2 separate regions of the Mus musculus genome follow, and region 2 is linked to region 1. Evidence: chromatin contacts called from public HiChIP or PLAC-seq data. All regions are on one chromosome and are shown on one strand. Each heading gives the region's core, a stretch centred on a gene start, on an enhancer-like site or on the middle of the called end of the contact. The rest is flanking DNA. Distances are from core to core; before and after follow the strand shown.

Evidence for each region. HiChIP or PLAC-seq counts read pairs in DNA pulled down with a chosen protein or histone mark.
Region 2: a contact with region 1 is called in an H3K27ac HiChIP or PLAC-seq map of embryonic stem cells, with 19 read pairs. The contact joins the enhancer-like site here to the promoter of Sh3tc1 in region 1. A contact is called at or near these places in 5 of 39 promoter capture datasets (the 3T3-L1 cell line, 3T3-L1-derived adipocytes, embryonic stem cells and 1 more), 5 of 484 Hi-C or Micro-C datasets (CD4 T cells, bone marrow-derived macrophages, embryonic stem cells and 2 more), 7 of 115 datasets of contacts at active chromatin or transcription factors (embryonic fibroblasts, embryonic stem cells, heart atrium and 1 more) and 3 of 9 other capture datasets (adipose tissue, liver and pancreatic islet).

The regions. Positions count from the first base shown.
Region 1 is chr5:35,724,622-35,732,229 of GRCm38.p6, forward strand. It overlaps Sh3tc1 (SH3 domain and tetratricopeptide repeats 1), which reads right to left and starts at 4,655. Exons shown (of 18, transcript NM_194344.2): 1 at 4,326-4,655.
Region 2 is chr5:35,766,687-35,774,294 of GRCm38.p6, forward strand. All of the region lies in intron 1 of Ablim2 (actin-binding LIM protein 2), which reads left to right. Among named protein-coding and RNA genes, the nearest start is that of Ablim2, 13 kb to the left of the region's middle. Within about 2 kb of position 4,600, at least 34 of the 459 cell types and tissues checked have an H3K27ac peak or open chromatin away from gene starts, as enhancers often do. A contact at or near this core is called in embryonic stem cells, heart atrium and pancreatic cancer cells, where this site is marked.

The sequences.
Region 1 (7,608 bases), core at 3,405-5,904:
CCAGGAGGTCTCTGAGAAAGGGCTCAGAGGCTGACCTGAGGTAGCTGCTCAAACATCCTTGCCAGTGATTCGTGATTCAACACCTGTACAGGATGCTCTGGGGACAGAAACGACCCAGGTTTCCACCAGACACCTGTAGATCCTGGTTTTCAGGTGCATAGCCATACACCTCAGCTAGCTAGGACTGGGGGAATTTACTCAGAGTGGGAAAAAGGAAGGAAAAAAAAGGGAGTGAAAGGGGATATGGGGATGGAAGGAATCGAGAAAGAAGGGAAGGGGAGAGACTGCATCTCATTGTAAGCAGAGGAGAGGATCTTGGTTTTGTTTTCTATGTGGTTCCAGTTCCTGTGACCTCAGCTTTACTGGTGGCCCCAGGACCTGTGATTGTGCCTCACTCTTCCCTGGTATCAGAAGTGGGAGAGGGCTGGCGAGATGGCTCAGCGGTTAAGAGCACTGACTGTTCTTCCAAGAAGTTCTGAGTTCAATTCCCAGCAACCACATGGTGGCTCACAACCATCTGTAAATGAATTTGATGCCCTCTTCTGATGTGTCTAAAGAGAACAACAGTGTACTCATATACATAAAGTTTTTAAAAATCTTAAAAAACAAAGAAGTGAGAGAGAGGGATAATATAACCCGACAGCCTGTGTTCCTCGATTGTTCTATCAGCTATCAGAGAGGCACAGAACACCAAATGCACGTAGGTCAATGGCAGGGGCCACAGACAGGGCCATGGAGCACAGGTTAGACTCTCAGCCTTGATAACTGTGACAGGCCTAGCCACAACACCCTCAGAGAGGACAAAAGGCCCTATGCAGAGGTTGGCTGAACAGTTCTGAACACTCCAGCCCATAAGCCTGACTTGCCTTAGGCCAGATTATCGGCTGAAGGTTGGGGGATTTCATCTCTGTTAACAGAGCAGCCAAGGAGACACCTTCTGTACTGAGTCTATCGTCTGACCCTTTCTAACTACACACTGAGGAAGAGGGTGACCAGATACAGACCCAGAAACCCAGTGTTCACATGTGCCACTAACTGCTACCAAGCCTCCAGCCTGCCATGCCCTGATGCTTTCAGGAGGCTGGCCATCTTAGGGAAGGACTTTCTTTGGGAGCTGCCCACAGGGACTCCAGCAGGGATTTGGTGCAGAGTGACAGAACCCTAGATGGATGAATCAGGAATGGGAGGGGGTTGGTGCAAGCCTCCATGGGTGCTGCTGATATCATGAGGACTTGCCTGGCCTAACTCAGGGCATCTCCTCTTCTGCAGAACAGGGGTTGTGGGACCCCATTCTGAAGCCCTCTGTTGTTGCAACAAACACTGCTACCCCCTACTCTGTGTGGGGCTGTGTACCAGGCTGTGAGCAATTGGGAAATCAGGCATCCAGCAGGCAGTGACACGGGTAGGCAGCAAGCTCTATGACGAGAGGACAGGGTTGCCCAACCCTGGGGGTGGCAGAATGGTGACTGGGTAGCTGGCAAGGAAGGGAGGCTCATAGAGAAGAGATTTGGGTCCCCAGAAGACAAGGCTTAATAGAAGTGGCAGCCCCAGTCCCTGGAAGTTGCCTCGGTGAACCATCTAGCCAGCCACTCACCTGGCCACCTGCCTTTCATGGAACCCAATAGGTTGGTTTGTGGTCAAATCCTTGTTCTACAACTGTGCCAGAAGGCCAAGATCTGGGATAGGCAGATAGGAAGGAGGTATCTCATACCAAAATCAACAAGAGGATCCCACATCCCTGCAGACACATGAACACTTCAATACTCAATCCCAAGGGGGATAAAACCAACAACAAAACAAAACTTCAGGCACCAGAGGCCTGGCATGGTCCAGTTCTCAACAACACAGGGACAGAAGTATGTACCAAGTCTGCCCTCCTGTCTGCCTATCTTAAGACACCATCTCAGCTGGTCATGCCTGAGATCTTCCAGAGTTTGGCCCTGTCAGCCTGACCCCAGCCCAAGTCCTGCTTGAGCCTGGACTTTTGTCCTTCCCTGACTTGTTCTGCCAAAACACCCTGGTTCCTACCATTGCAGAGACCCACTGTCTTGCCCAGGTCTGTGAGGACCAGAAGGTACACACCCAAGTGGTAGGAACCAGAAAACCTCATTTTCTCTGGTATAACTTCAGGGCCTTCAACCAAGCACTTGGTCCAGTCTCTTGATGTGTGAGGTCCTAGTTTGTAGGGTCTGTGGTTGCCAATCACTGCCCCCCAAAAATTCACCATGCCCCACCCTCAGCGTCCTCACTCTTCTCTCTCTCTGCCACTTACAACTTCCAGGTCTCCCTACCAGCAGGCTGGCCAGTGTCTCTACAGAAGCTAAGCTAACCATCTCTGGGTTAGGGTGGGGGGCATTTAGGTCACAAAGACCTGGGGCTGGACTTAACCTGTTTCTGGAGAAATGGAAGTTCCCCGCTAAGGGAACTTACCACCTGCTCATTGAGAGCCCAAATGCTGCCACAGGGAGGAAGTAGGCACTGCCTTACTTGCATAGAGCCCCCTCCTCCTTGCACGGTCCTCCCTCCACGAGCTTGCTTGGCCGCTGGCTCCAGCAGCAGCCCAGCCCCAGGCAGTGTCCAGAAGCCTCAAAGGTACATTTGCTGAGTTCAAGCACCCCAAAGCGGCTGCCTGCAGAGTTTCTTTTCAGCCTTTGTCTTCTGCCCAGGTGGCAGAAGCATCAGGTGTCCCCATGTAAGCCACCCCAGGCTCTGACCTCCAACGCACATCTAGTTTACTGCTGGAACATGGAGACCCAGGGCCAATCTCAGTGGAGGGTGAAATGTTCTATGCCTCAGTTTACCCACCCATAAAATGAGAACAAAAACACCTCCTCGTAGGATGTTGGGAAGATCGAGCAGCTAGACAACATGCTGCTGGCTTACAGTATGGTAGGCTGGAAGGAGGAGCCTTTGTGGTTAGCCCTGCCTGTGTTCCAAAAGGTCTGGCCAGGGACCCACCAAGGTGCATCCCCAGCCTCTGCTTTTGCAGGGCTATTGAGACTTTGCCTGGAGGTGGCAGTATTCTCCAGTCACACTGACCAGGAACTTGAGAGTGGGGACTTGATTGGGAACAGGTGGTTTCAGATGAAGTTGACCTCCGTAGGGCGCGGTCCTGTTGGATGTTGGATTAGAGTGGTCCCAATTAGACTAGGTGGTTGTGCCAGATTAAAGTGATGTCTCTGCCTGGTGCCTGGGGTTTCTCCAGAGAACAAGACACACAGAAGAAGAGGACATATGACACAGAAGCAGGGGCCATTCAGGGACAAGCAGGGGCTGGAAGAAGTGGAAGAGACCCTGCCTTGGCAACTCTGGAGGCAGCACCCTTGTCTCTGACTTCTGGCTTTCAAACCCTAAGAGAACAAGTGTGTCGTAGTTTGTTATGGCAGCCATGAAACACAGTGATACCCTGAAGGCTTCTCTCAGGGAAAATGGGCTTCACGTGATTCTATGGACTAAAGAGACAGGCACTGTGCCTGACGCAAGAAGTTTCATGAAATCAACAACGTGTCATATAAAGGCGGCAGCACTGTACAGCATCTTCCTCAGTCTTGACCTTTAACCTCATCCCAGAGGGTGAGCCCTATCCCACCCCTATCACGGGTGTACAACCCAAGGTTTGGGCCAGCCAGGGTCATAGCAGCAGGGACTGTAAGTCAGGTGGTGGGAGTCTCATCCCTCAACCTGAACACAATTAACTTGGATTCTTGCCCCACCTGCAAGTGGCTATTCTTCATCCTAGGGTGAGGAAGGCAGAGAGGACAAGGAGCGAAAGGAGGCTCTGGAACCCTGGAACCCTGACGCAGCCTGCGCCTGTTGAGGTCTCCAGAGACAGTGGTCAGTGACTCTAGTCAAGCCATGCATTTCATTGGCTAGCATAAAGAAACCCAGAGTGACCTCAGAAAGGCCAGGTCACAGCCACGGGGGCGCCATGAAGCACCCATGCTAGTACAGGCGTGCTTGTCACAGCCTGGAATGAACCAAGGCTAGATAGAGTTCATCATTTGGGGCCCAGTGGCTTTTGAATTCTATGTTGCCACTCAATTCCCATGATCTGGTTGAGACCTCAAGGACACATTTGCAAAGAGTCAGTGTGAAGGCCAGGTCCGAAGTCACAATTAGCAGTCGGTCTCATCTGAGCAATCTCGGCCAGTTTAGCAGAGCCCCGGGGTGCTGAGTGCCAGTCTCCAACAGCTCACCCCAACCCGAAGCAAGCCAGAAGAAAGAGGAAGGTGGAATACTATTCTTAGATACAGTTGTGGCAAAGCCAGGCTCTCCCGATTACAGCACACTCACACAGCCCATACCCTCTGTTCATACTCCCTTACCTGTGATCAGTTCTTCAGACAGCTTCCTCCCAGGCTCAGGAATGCAGGTGCCAGGTGGCCACTACTGGCTCGGCTCCTTGCTGACTGGCCTACGGGCTGTCTCCAGCTGGCCTGGACAGGCAGAGTCCGCCCACAGCCGGCTGACTGCTCAGTACTGCCACCGCCCCCTGCTTCCTGCCCCACTTCCTCCCTGAGCCTAGGGGCCTGGAGACCCAAGGCAGGCTGAGGTGCTGCGGCAAGGACTCCAGTGGCCAGTTGATCATTAGCTCCTTGTGGACCAGAGCCAGGCCCTGTCCCTGCCTGCCCACTGCCAGCCCCGTGCTCTGTGGTAAAGGCCGGGGACACCCTTGGTGCTGAGATTGGGGAAGTCCACGGGAGGCCGGCTCTCTTGCCCTGCTAAACCCAGCCCAGCTCTCTGTTCCCTTTTCCCTTCTGCACACGTGCATACACATGCAATGCAGACATGTGGGTGGCCTTAGAGACATATACACAGACCTAGCACATATGTCTGCATGTGCACACACAAAATACACACGTTTTGCTTCTCACTCTGCCGCTGGCCTTATCTGAGCCCACTGACACCAACAGGGAGCATTCTGGGAGAAGAAAGGGTCCAGTCTCCTTCTCTGCTCACAAGTACCACAACCTTGAGCCAAGCCTGGGAGGGTTGGAGGGGACACACACTTTACCTTTCCACAGGCTGTAGCCTGACCTGAGAATGTCCCTGTGGCCCAGATTCAGGCCCGTCTCCTGTTCTTAGGCCCTTGCTGTGTCCACCGTGAAAGATGGAGCAGTTCTGCTTCCCACACTCACTAGGTGCTGTGGATACCTCCCGCCTGTCTCCATCTGTGAGGAGTTCTGGAGGTATAGGTGCATTGTGATCTCTCTCTCTCTCTTTCTCCCTCTCTCTCTCCCTCTCTCCCTCTCTCTCTCCTTCTCCCCAGAGAATGCAGGCCCCCCCAGATGCTAACCTTCCACCAGCCTTATTTTTCTGGAAGCTGTGTCAATAGAGGCCCCTGCAAGCCCACACCCATACATGGGTCTGGAGGCATTTCCTCTCCCGGCTATTGTCCCCACTGTGCGCCCAGAGCAGTATCCTGTTTGTCTCAGAAGCTGCTCTCTTGGCTCATGGCCAGGGGGATTTTCTGAGAGCCTCCCCCAATATATGCAGGGCACTCACTCCAGGGCCAACCAGCAGGGGCAAGTACATTTCTGGTCCAGGGCTCTTCAATAGGATCTTCCTAAAGACTGTAAAAAGCAGAGGCCACATGGTTCTGACTTTCCGAGGGCCACCCAAACCCCAGTCGGACTCAATTGAAATCCCTCTGGCAAGACCTGTCACTGTCCTGAGCCTCAGTTTCCCCTCTGCAAAAGACAGAGTTAGGAGGTATTCAGCTCTCATCGTTTTGACCTCTGACATGGCTGTAGTATGTTCAAATTGTCATTGCCACGATGTTAACTCTTTGGTTAGATCATGCCATAGGGCTTCGTGATAACCCAATGAAACTATCATCCAGGTGTCCCCAAAAGGCTTGATATCAAACAGACTTAGAGAGGCGTATTCCTGGGGCCCCACAACTCAGGCTGGCTCTGATACCAGGGTCCTCACTCCTTTATCCCCTCATTCTTTGCTGTCTGTATCTAGACAGAAACAAGTGGTCAGTGGTCAGTTGCTCCTCACCCTGCCCTACCTCTCCTTCCTCACGGGCTCCAGGAAAGGAAGCTGCATGGGGGCCTCTCTGACAAAGGCCAGCCTTCTGAGGCAGGTGCTCCCAGCCTGCCATTCAGGGTGCTCACAATCCAGGCCAATGAGGCCAGAGGTTCACACTGAATGAAGTCATGAGCCCAACTACTATTATGGACTATCCTTGTGGTTATAAAATGCAAGGGCAGGATGCATCTAAGACACAGGGTAGAGCCATCCCTGGGAGGCTAAGATGCTATTACACCACAACAGGAACAAAGAAAGGTTCCTGGCCTGGCTCCCTCAGTAGACTGTAGGCTTTGGGCTGGTACTCAGCATCCTTGTTATCCCCAGATATACTCTGAAACTGATTCCATCCCTCTGGATAGCATCCCCTGTGTGGCACACTCAAAAGACTCCTTGGGGACAAGTGTGACATTGGAGCATCCGCTCCAGGTCCTACCTATGGGAGAGCCCATATCCTGTCCACCAAGATCCAGCCATGGCTTGAAGCCCCAGGGTTGTGATAGCCCCCTGTACCGACTGGCACCAGGATGCGGTGACTGACCTGGGCAGTGATGGAAGGCCTCAGAGGGAAGGCCAGGAGGACAATAGAGATAGGATTTCCTCAGAGGGGAAATTCCTAGGCCAACTTTTGGAGAGAAACCAGACAACAATGGATTGTGAAGAATCTCCAAGGGGACAGATGAACTCAGAAGAAAAACAAAACAAAACAAAACAAAAAAAAAAGCACTTAAGCCAAGCGTGGTGGCTCATGCTTTTAATTCCAGTACTCAGGAGGAAGAGGCAGGTAGATCTCTGTGGGTTCAAAGCCAGCCTGGTCTACAAAGTGAGTCCAAGGCAGCCAGGGCTGGTTACACTGAGAAGCTCTGTCTCCAAAAACAAAACAAAACAAAACAAAACAAAACAAAACAAAACAAAACAAAACAAAACCAGAAAAAAAATCACACTTAACTCCAGCTGTATCCCAAAGGGCTGAGCCTCTTGCAGCTACCCACTCCCTAACATAGGCAGCTAGGCAAGGCTAAGCACCCTGCCCTGCAATTAATCTGCAACAGCCTATAAATGTTGAGCTCAGGAGAGCAGAGGCCTCCAGCAGAACCTTAAGATCATTCTAGAACATGAGGACAAGTATACTTTAAGGCTCAGAGAAGAAATGCATTTAGCTTTGCTGACCACCCAGGTCCAACGTGACTCTGCCATCACAACTGGGCACCAGAGAAATAGCCAAGGTAGGCATGGGCACCATCCACCACCACTTTACACAGCAGGAGACCAGGTCTGGTGAGTGTCGTCTGTCGACTGCTCTATTGGGGCCTAGAGGCAGCTTCTTCGGTCACATTGGCCTGAATACCAGTGACTCGCTCAAGAGAGACCCCTGTGACAGGCTGAGCATGCAAAGGCTGGATGTGGAGCAAATACCAGCTAAGATATGAGACATGAAGAGATGCTGGGGGCAGCTGACTGGATGCAGGAATACAAACCTTCCCTGCTCTGCGTGGCACGGGAAGCCATCACACCGAGGAGAAAGATGGTAAACCATTGTTTCTCTCACAAGCAGTGGGATCCAGATAAAAA
Region 2 (7,608 bases), core at 3,350-5,849, 42 kb after region 1:
GTGGGGCTGAATGTGTCCCTGGCACCTCTGAGAATAGAAGCCACATGCAATTCTTCACTGCGATTTTGTGTTCCCAGGGTGAGGTGAGACACAGCTGGGACTGGGGACGATCTTGTTTCTTACCAGAGCCCCTTGGGTTTGAGGCTGTTTGTGCCCTCTCTCGGATGTGGGACCTGGCTGGCTCTAGATGCTGATGGCATTGGGAGATTATCTATAGTCAGGTGCTTCCTGCTCACCTAGAAAACGTTACACAGAGCCAAGGAGCAGGGGAGCCCTCTGGCTGTTGTCCCTGCTGGCCCTATGGAGGATTAGGATAGCACAGATATGTCCACTGGGAGACCAGTGGTGAAGCCTGGCTGATGTTGGTGTGTCGTTGTGCCTCCCACAGTCTCTAAGATAGTTGATACAGGCCTGTTCCTGCTTTGGTGGCTCTCTGCATTCCATGGCTTGTAGCTGTGTCAGTTCAATCTCTAAAACCAGGCCGGCAGCCATGTCTTCCATCTTCCCACGGTGACCTGCTTGTGTAAATTCCCTCTGCTTCCTTCTCATGAGAACAGCTGCCATGTCACCCAGACAATCCTGGGTGACATGGATTTTACCTTCATGGCACCTTAGTCACACCACAAAACCCTAATACCCACATGAGTATCGTATCCCCAGATCTTTTGAGGAGGAGAATGACATCTTTCGAAGATCATTAGTCAGTCAATACAGCTTCTGGGATATTCTGTGGCTGGGTGTATACTTCTTTACACCTATAGTCTGTCCGAGAATGTGAGGGTAACTTTTCATAGGGGTGTTTCTCTTAATTCACTAAATGTAAACACTCTGTGTGCCCCGAGCTTGCCATTTCTATAGCCCGGAGACAGGGCTGTCTCTTAGAAGCAGTTAGGGAAACATACTGAGCCTTAAGTACTCCGGACTCCTGAGAGCAGGGTGCTGCCTTGGGAGGTGTTGCTCCCAGTATGGCTGGGGGCTGGGCATCAGAAGCTGCGATAGAGGAAGGGCTGCGTCATCCACTGATGCATCCAGGCAGAGATTACAGGCCGAGAAAGCCGCTGTCTGTTCCACAGGAACCCCCAGGCCTCCAGGCCCTAGGACCCAGCTTTAAGTACTTTCATGTGGGTTGCACTTAAGGATATTTGCAAAGCTAGAAATTAAAATACGGAATTTTTTAAAAGTTGTTAAATTAAAAGTGTAATAAACTGCTCTTGCGTGAACCCGTGAGCACAGTTAATGGGTGTGGAGTTGCTCTGTAGGATTGTGAATCTTGTTAGCACCCGGATTCACAGTGGCCAGACTCTGAGGTCTGGTTCCATGATCAGTTGATTACTATATCACATGTGCGGCCTCTGCAAAGCTCCACTGCAGTCTGGAGACAGTGAGGGTGACTGTCAGCTCCTGTCACCAACCGGAAGGACCTACAGCAATCACTTATAAACTGAAAATGCTTCTGTGAGCTCTGCTCCATGGGGCTCCCAGGGCTCTCCAGCCTCTGCTGGGGTGGGGGCACATGGCAGAGTAATTCTGCTCACCTCGTGGCAGAAAAGGAAAAGAGGATAAGGAAGAGGCTGGGCCCCACTGTGTGCTTGGAGGACACATTCCCAGGGGCCTGGGACTTCCCTTGGTCACACCTCTTAAAGATTATGTCACCACCTCCCAATAGTGCTACCTGAGGACCTAGCCTTCATTACTGCGGCCTTAGGGAAATTAAAAAAACCAAATTGTAACGTCCCTGCACGATGCAAAGCCTCATATCAATCTCAGAGTGCACACTGCACCCCTCCATTTCCAAGACCCAACAAGTCTCTCCTGCCCTAGTGCTTCTTTGAAGTCCAAGTTCAAAATAAAAACAACAAAACCAACCCACCAAAAAGCCCAAGCCTTGTTGGCCGTGACCCACAGCCTCTCTCCAATGGGTTTATATGTTATCTGTGGCTTCCCTCAGCATCTCCTGGGGCCGTTTGCAGGAATTCCAGTCCTGTAACTTTGGCCTGGTCTTTTTGGGCCTTCCTTTGTCATGCCAATGAAAGCCATAACCCCACATTCTGCACTGCTGTGACACCAGCATCCCACGGACAGTGCAAGATCTGTGAGCAGAAGGGGTTGTTTCAGGGCTGGCTTGGACCACAACTGCTGCAATGGCTTCTGGGTGCCTTGTTGGCCCAACTTAGGTGGCCTGAGACACACTGAGCACCCTGGTGCCCTTTCAAGGAAGCATTCTGTCCTGGAAGCTCTCTGAGACAGCTTTGCCTCGTTTGTGTCTGGTCTCTGTGCCTATGGTGTCTCTGCAGACACTTGCCTCTCTCTCAGGAACCGCAGGCATAAGATGCCAGGGAGTTAGCAGCCATACCCTCCGGCTAATATTTTTCCCAGGCTCCTTCTGCCCACGCTGAACTTTCCAGCTTTCTCTGCTTGCTCCTCTTTGCTCCTCCTTCTTGTTGTAAATCTGGCGAAATGCAGCCAGCAGTTTCCACGCTCCAGCTAGAGATGCCCTTGCCAGAGCCTGACTGTTGTGTTGCCATGACATGGTCTCTGTCAGATAAACCAGCCTGTCCTCTCACAGGCTGTCAGGACATTGACGAATACAGCCATGTTCCTCACTGAGGTATAACGAGGGAGAGCCCAGTTCTGGGTAGAATCCCTGTTCCATCTGAGTTATCCTCAGCAGAGACTCCACTGTACACATTTCCTGTAGCAACCTGATCTTCTGAGCTCCCTGAATTGCTCTCTGAGCTTCTCCAACAGTGTGCAGACTCTCCTGTAGCTGAGCTGGTCCTCCAGATGCCTCCAGACCCCTTGCTCGGCCCATAGCACCTGCCTTAGCACAGTTACAGTCAATAGCTTCTAGTACAATCTTCTGCTAGCTTTCTGTTGCTATCACAAAATACCCAAGGACATTTAACTTATGAATAGAAGAAGGTACCTATCTAGATCTGGGGTTTCAGACGTACCAGTCTCTCATTGGGCAGGTCCACTGCTTTCTGTTCCCTGATGTTGTTGATGGTGATGCTTGGGCACATGTGGCAGAGAAACTGCTCACCTCACAGGAGTGAAGCAAGAAGAAGTGGAGAGGTTGGGACCTCACTGTCTGCTTCAGAGGCTCGGATGGTTACTGTTAATTATCTAAAATCACCTGGGACATGGGCCTGTGGGGGATCATCTGTGCCAGTGGAAGTGGGAAGACCCACCTTACACAGGGATGACCTGGACTGGGTAAAATGGAGAAAGTGAGTTGAGCACTAATGTTTGCTCATCTCTCTCTCTGTGTTTCCTAATTGTGGTCCAGCTCTTGCTGCCTGCACCTCCTGCTGGCATGGTCTGTGCCTTGAGCCCAGGACAAAAGTAAACCCTTCAGTTGCTTTTGTCAGAGTATTTCATCACATCTACGGACAAGAAACAAAGATGGATGATTAACTCCAGTGATCCAAGGGCCTCCCTCTAGGCTGCATCTCATAAGGGCTCCTCCTCCTCATAGGGGGGTCAAGCCTTCAACACATACTCCTTTTGAGAACACTCAGTAACTGTCTTAAAGTTTTATTTCTGGACCACAGCAACTCTTACAAAGGACAACATTTGATGGGGGCTGGCTTACAGTTCAGAGGTTTAGTCTTTTATCACGTGGCAGCCTGCAGGCAGACATGGCGCTGGGGAATTAGCTGAGAGGTCTACATCTGGATCCCCAGGCAGTAGGAAGAGAGTGACTCACTAGGCTTGGCTTGAGCTTCTAAAACCTCAAAGCCCACCTTTACTGACATGTCTCCTCCAACAAGGCCACACCTACTCCAGCAGGGCCACACCTCCCAATTGTGCCACTCCCTATGAACCTAAGGAGCCATTTTCATTCAAACCACCATAATATCCAAACAATAACATCAACTGATGTCCAGAACTTTCTAGTCTTAGTAGCAAAATGGTCTTGACCTCAATAAGCCCCAAGAGCACCTTGGGGACTACTAGAAATCTCTGGGTCACTCTAAGAACTTCCGATTAAGGATAGAATATTATACTCTCGTTAAAGTGATACTGAGGGATTAATAGACTGAGCATCGGTGTCATCAACAGATGCAGAGTTCAGGATCTGTGTTTGTACACAGCGCTGTCTTACGTCAGAGGAAAATCCATCAAGAGGTAAAGGCGCGATGAGAACTCTTCCTTTACCCCAGCTCATTGCTTCTCGGGTTCTCAGAGCTGATTCATTTCAAGGCTGTGTGAATGATGCTCAGACTGGTCTCAAGGATGTTTCCCTGGAGAGCAGCCATTGGCTTCCCTACCCACGGCTGGTAGTCTACACTCACGGCAGAGCCTGGGCTCTGAGTGACACCTGGCAGGCTGCCAGTCCAGGGGCCCACGTGTTTGCGTGTTGTGATCTCCGGTGATGGGTTCATCTGCAGTTATGAACGAAAGAGGGGCTTCTGTGCAGGAGCAAACCTCACGTTGCTGATGAGAGATTGCTGCTCTGCTGAAATTCCGTGTCCTTGGTCAGAGGGAATGCTCACACCTGGCAGTGTTTCAGCGGAGAGCTAAATATACCCCGGGTGTGGCGACCTCAGAACCCAGGCTGCTGACAGGGGTGGGGCGAGGCCCCAGGGTGGGGCGGGGCCCCAGGGCCCCATTGTTTTATCTCATAGCAATCAATGCCTGGGTTTTATAGCTTCTAAGGGCTCTGGGGACGTGTGCAGGAATGACCTCCAACCCTTACAAATCCCTGTGATGTCACTGTTCCTATTTGCATTCATTGTGTTCCAATTGAACATGAAGTGTGATCTGCCTAAGGTCATGGGATGGGCAGGGCTGGACAGTGGGGTTCAGACCTGCAGGCCAGGAATGTGTGTCTCCCACAATGCCTTTCCAGTTCTGAAGCCAGTGAAGGTGGCAGCCCTGTATCTGATAGAAACCATCTGTAATGGTTAATACTTGATAGGGTCTAGAATGACCCAGCAGATGCACCTGGTGCACATCTGGGAGGGAGTTTGTAGATTGGATTTACTGGGGAGGGGAGACCCACCCTGAACACAGGTAGCACTGTCCTGCTGGAGGTTGGGTACCTATTTGAAATAATTAACAGTGTCTCTCTCATGGGTGGAGCAAACTGCCCTGTGAGCTGAGGGCATAGGGACCATCTGTAGCAAAGCGACAACCTCACCTCTAAAGCGTCACCCATTTTACAGGTGGGCATACTGAGTCGAGGAGGAACCTTCCTAGTGACACTCAGCGTTGGGCTAGCCTTCTGTCCAGATTCCTTCCCACCTCCAGCTACCCCTTCCCACAGACAGATCAGCACTCGGGCAGAGGCTCCTGTTTTTCAGCTGTTGTGAGACAGGGACATTGTGGTACTATTTATTATACACTGAAAGGTACTTTCACTGTGGAAGGAAAGGTAAGTCCTCCCTTTTACTTGAAATGGGACCATGATTCCATGGCTGGCACCTTGGAAAGTGCATCTGACCATAAGTTGGAATCTTGGGGTGATTTTTGTCCCATACCAGGGGCTCTGGGGCCTCTTTCCCACTGGTGGTTTATTCTAAGCTAGAGTATCTCCTTTTTCTGACTCTGAGCCCCCCCCCCCCGACACTCTATGAGACTCAGTGGGTCTCATACAGGGCTCTCTGCTTAAGCTAGCAAGGCACTTGTCTAAATCGGGCAGCTGGCTGGGTAATTGTCTAAGAAGGACATGACATTTGCTGATGTGACAGATGCCAGGAGACATGGCTCCTAGACCTTAGCCTTCTTCAGCTGGGGCATCCCCTACCCTGCCCCAGTGTCCTTAAGACAACTGGCTCCTAACAGTCAGTACAGTAGTTTTGAGACATGCTGGCAGAGTCACTTCTGTGTCCAACTCTGGCTAGGATGGCATTCCTCCCTCAGAAGTCCCCATCCATTGAGGAAGACGCACAAGATGCTAACTAACTACACATGGCGAGGAAGAACTTTTCAAGGAGGCAGTGGGTAGAACCTGACCTCAATGAAATCCTGGCATGTTGCCTGGAGGAGGTGGTATCTTACCATCGAATAAGAACTTGACGACGGAGTGAGAGAAGGGTCCCTTGCAGGAGGATGTCCTGGAGTGGCTTCATTTGTGCCACCTGCCTGGTGTGCTGTCTGTCTTTTGTGTTTGTGGGTTCCACACTCAGATGAGACACTGTAAGACCTCTCAGTCCTGGGGTTCCTGTGAGGCTGTGTTCAGTGAGGACCCAAGCCTGAAGCAGGGGTGGAAGGTGAGGAAGACAAGGAGAAGCCAAATGCTCCAAGCACCAGCAGTGCAGATTCCTGGGCCCCCCAGGCTGTGCTGATACCACTGGCCAGTCCCAGATCTGCATTTTCCACAAGCTCCACCCCCTTTGCATAGGATTCTGCTGATCTGGCCATACGGACTAACAGGACAACATCCTGTTTAAGATGCTCTGCCACAGAGGGAGGGGAGGACAGTACCAGGAGCTGCTGTGACTAAGGGAGGACCTGGGCATTTGTCACTACACATGGGAGGGGACAGGAGCCAAGGCTACATCCTATGTCTTCTCCCAGCTCCCTCTCTGTAACACCCACACCAGGTCTTATCGGGGTCTACTCAGGCTGACTCTCTGCTGTGGACCAGGGGCTTCACATAGCTCCAGCAAGGGATCATGCCAACCGAGGGGGCATGCTGGGGCAAGGGACCATGAAGCCAGTGCTACACGAATGGTCATGGGCAAGGCTTCTTGTTGGAAGCCCTGGGTCCCTTCCCTGCCCATGTCGTGACCACAGCCATGCCTCAGGATTGCCAGGAGCCAACAGGCAGCCACAAGCAGTATAGCCTCTGCCTGCAGCCTGGGAACTGTGCCAAGCCACCCAGGCTTAGGGAGAAGCCATGGCCTCAAGATTCGGTCTTTCAGGCTCAGGACTGATGGGGCCTGGGACACATGCCCTCCATACCTTTAGGTGGAAGGTCACTGTAAATACCTCACCAGTGTTCTTCCTGGGTATGGGGGGCTTGGGGGGGGGCTTCTGGTTTGTCCCCAGCTAGGGTATATGGCAGTAGTCATACAATGCAGAGCCCTTGTCCTAGGGGAATTCCTGGCTAGGGACAGGTGTCCATGGTGTACAGAACCACACAGACCATGAGAGCCAGAGATGCAGGGAGGAGCCTGTACTCTTTGGAGGCTGACATCGCCAGCCCTTGCTTTCAGTCCTATAAAGGGGGGTTATTCAGGGAAGGACAGAGCCTGCATCCCGAGGAGCTATCTTGTCCTGGGGGCTGCAGCAGCTCAAGGCTGAGGGGAGGGGCCGGTTACCTCTGCCTCTCCATTTTGCAGGCCAAGAGCCAGGGCCTGGCACTGAACAGGCCTTCTTCTCCTACTTAGGGAGACCGGATCGTTCAGAAATCAGCCACCTGACTGACATCAACACACTCGTGTGTGCGCGCGTCTGGCAAGAGCCATTTCCCCAGGTGCCTATGAACTCTGGTGGGCAGAAATGAATTGCAGCGGGAGCTCTGAACTCTGCAGGGAGGCTGCGGTCTGCAAGGCAGGAAGAAGCCAGCAATTAGAGGAGGTCGAGTCTGGGGCCTGGGCCTGTGGGTTTATGATCCATGATTACAGCTTCCGTTTGCACAGCACAGTGCGCACAACT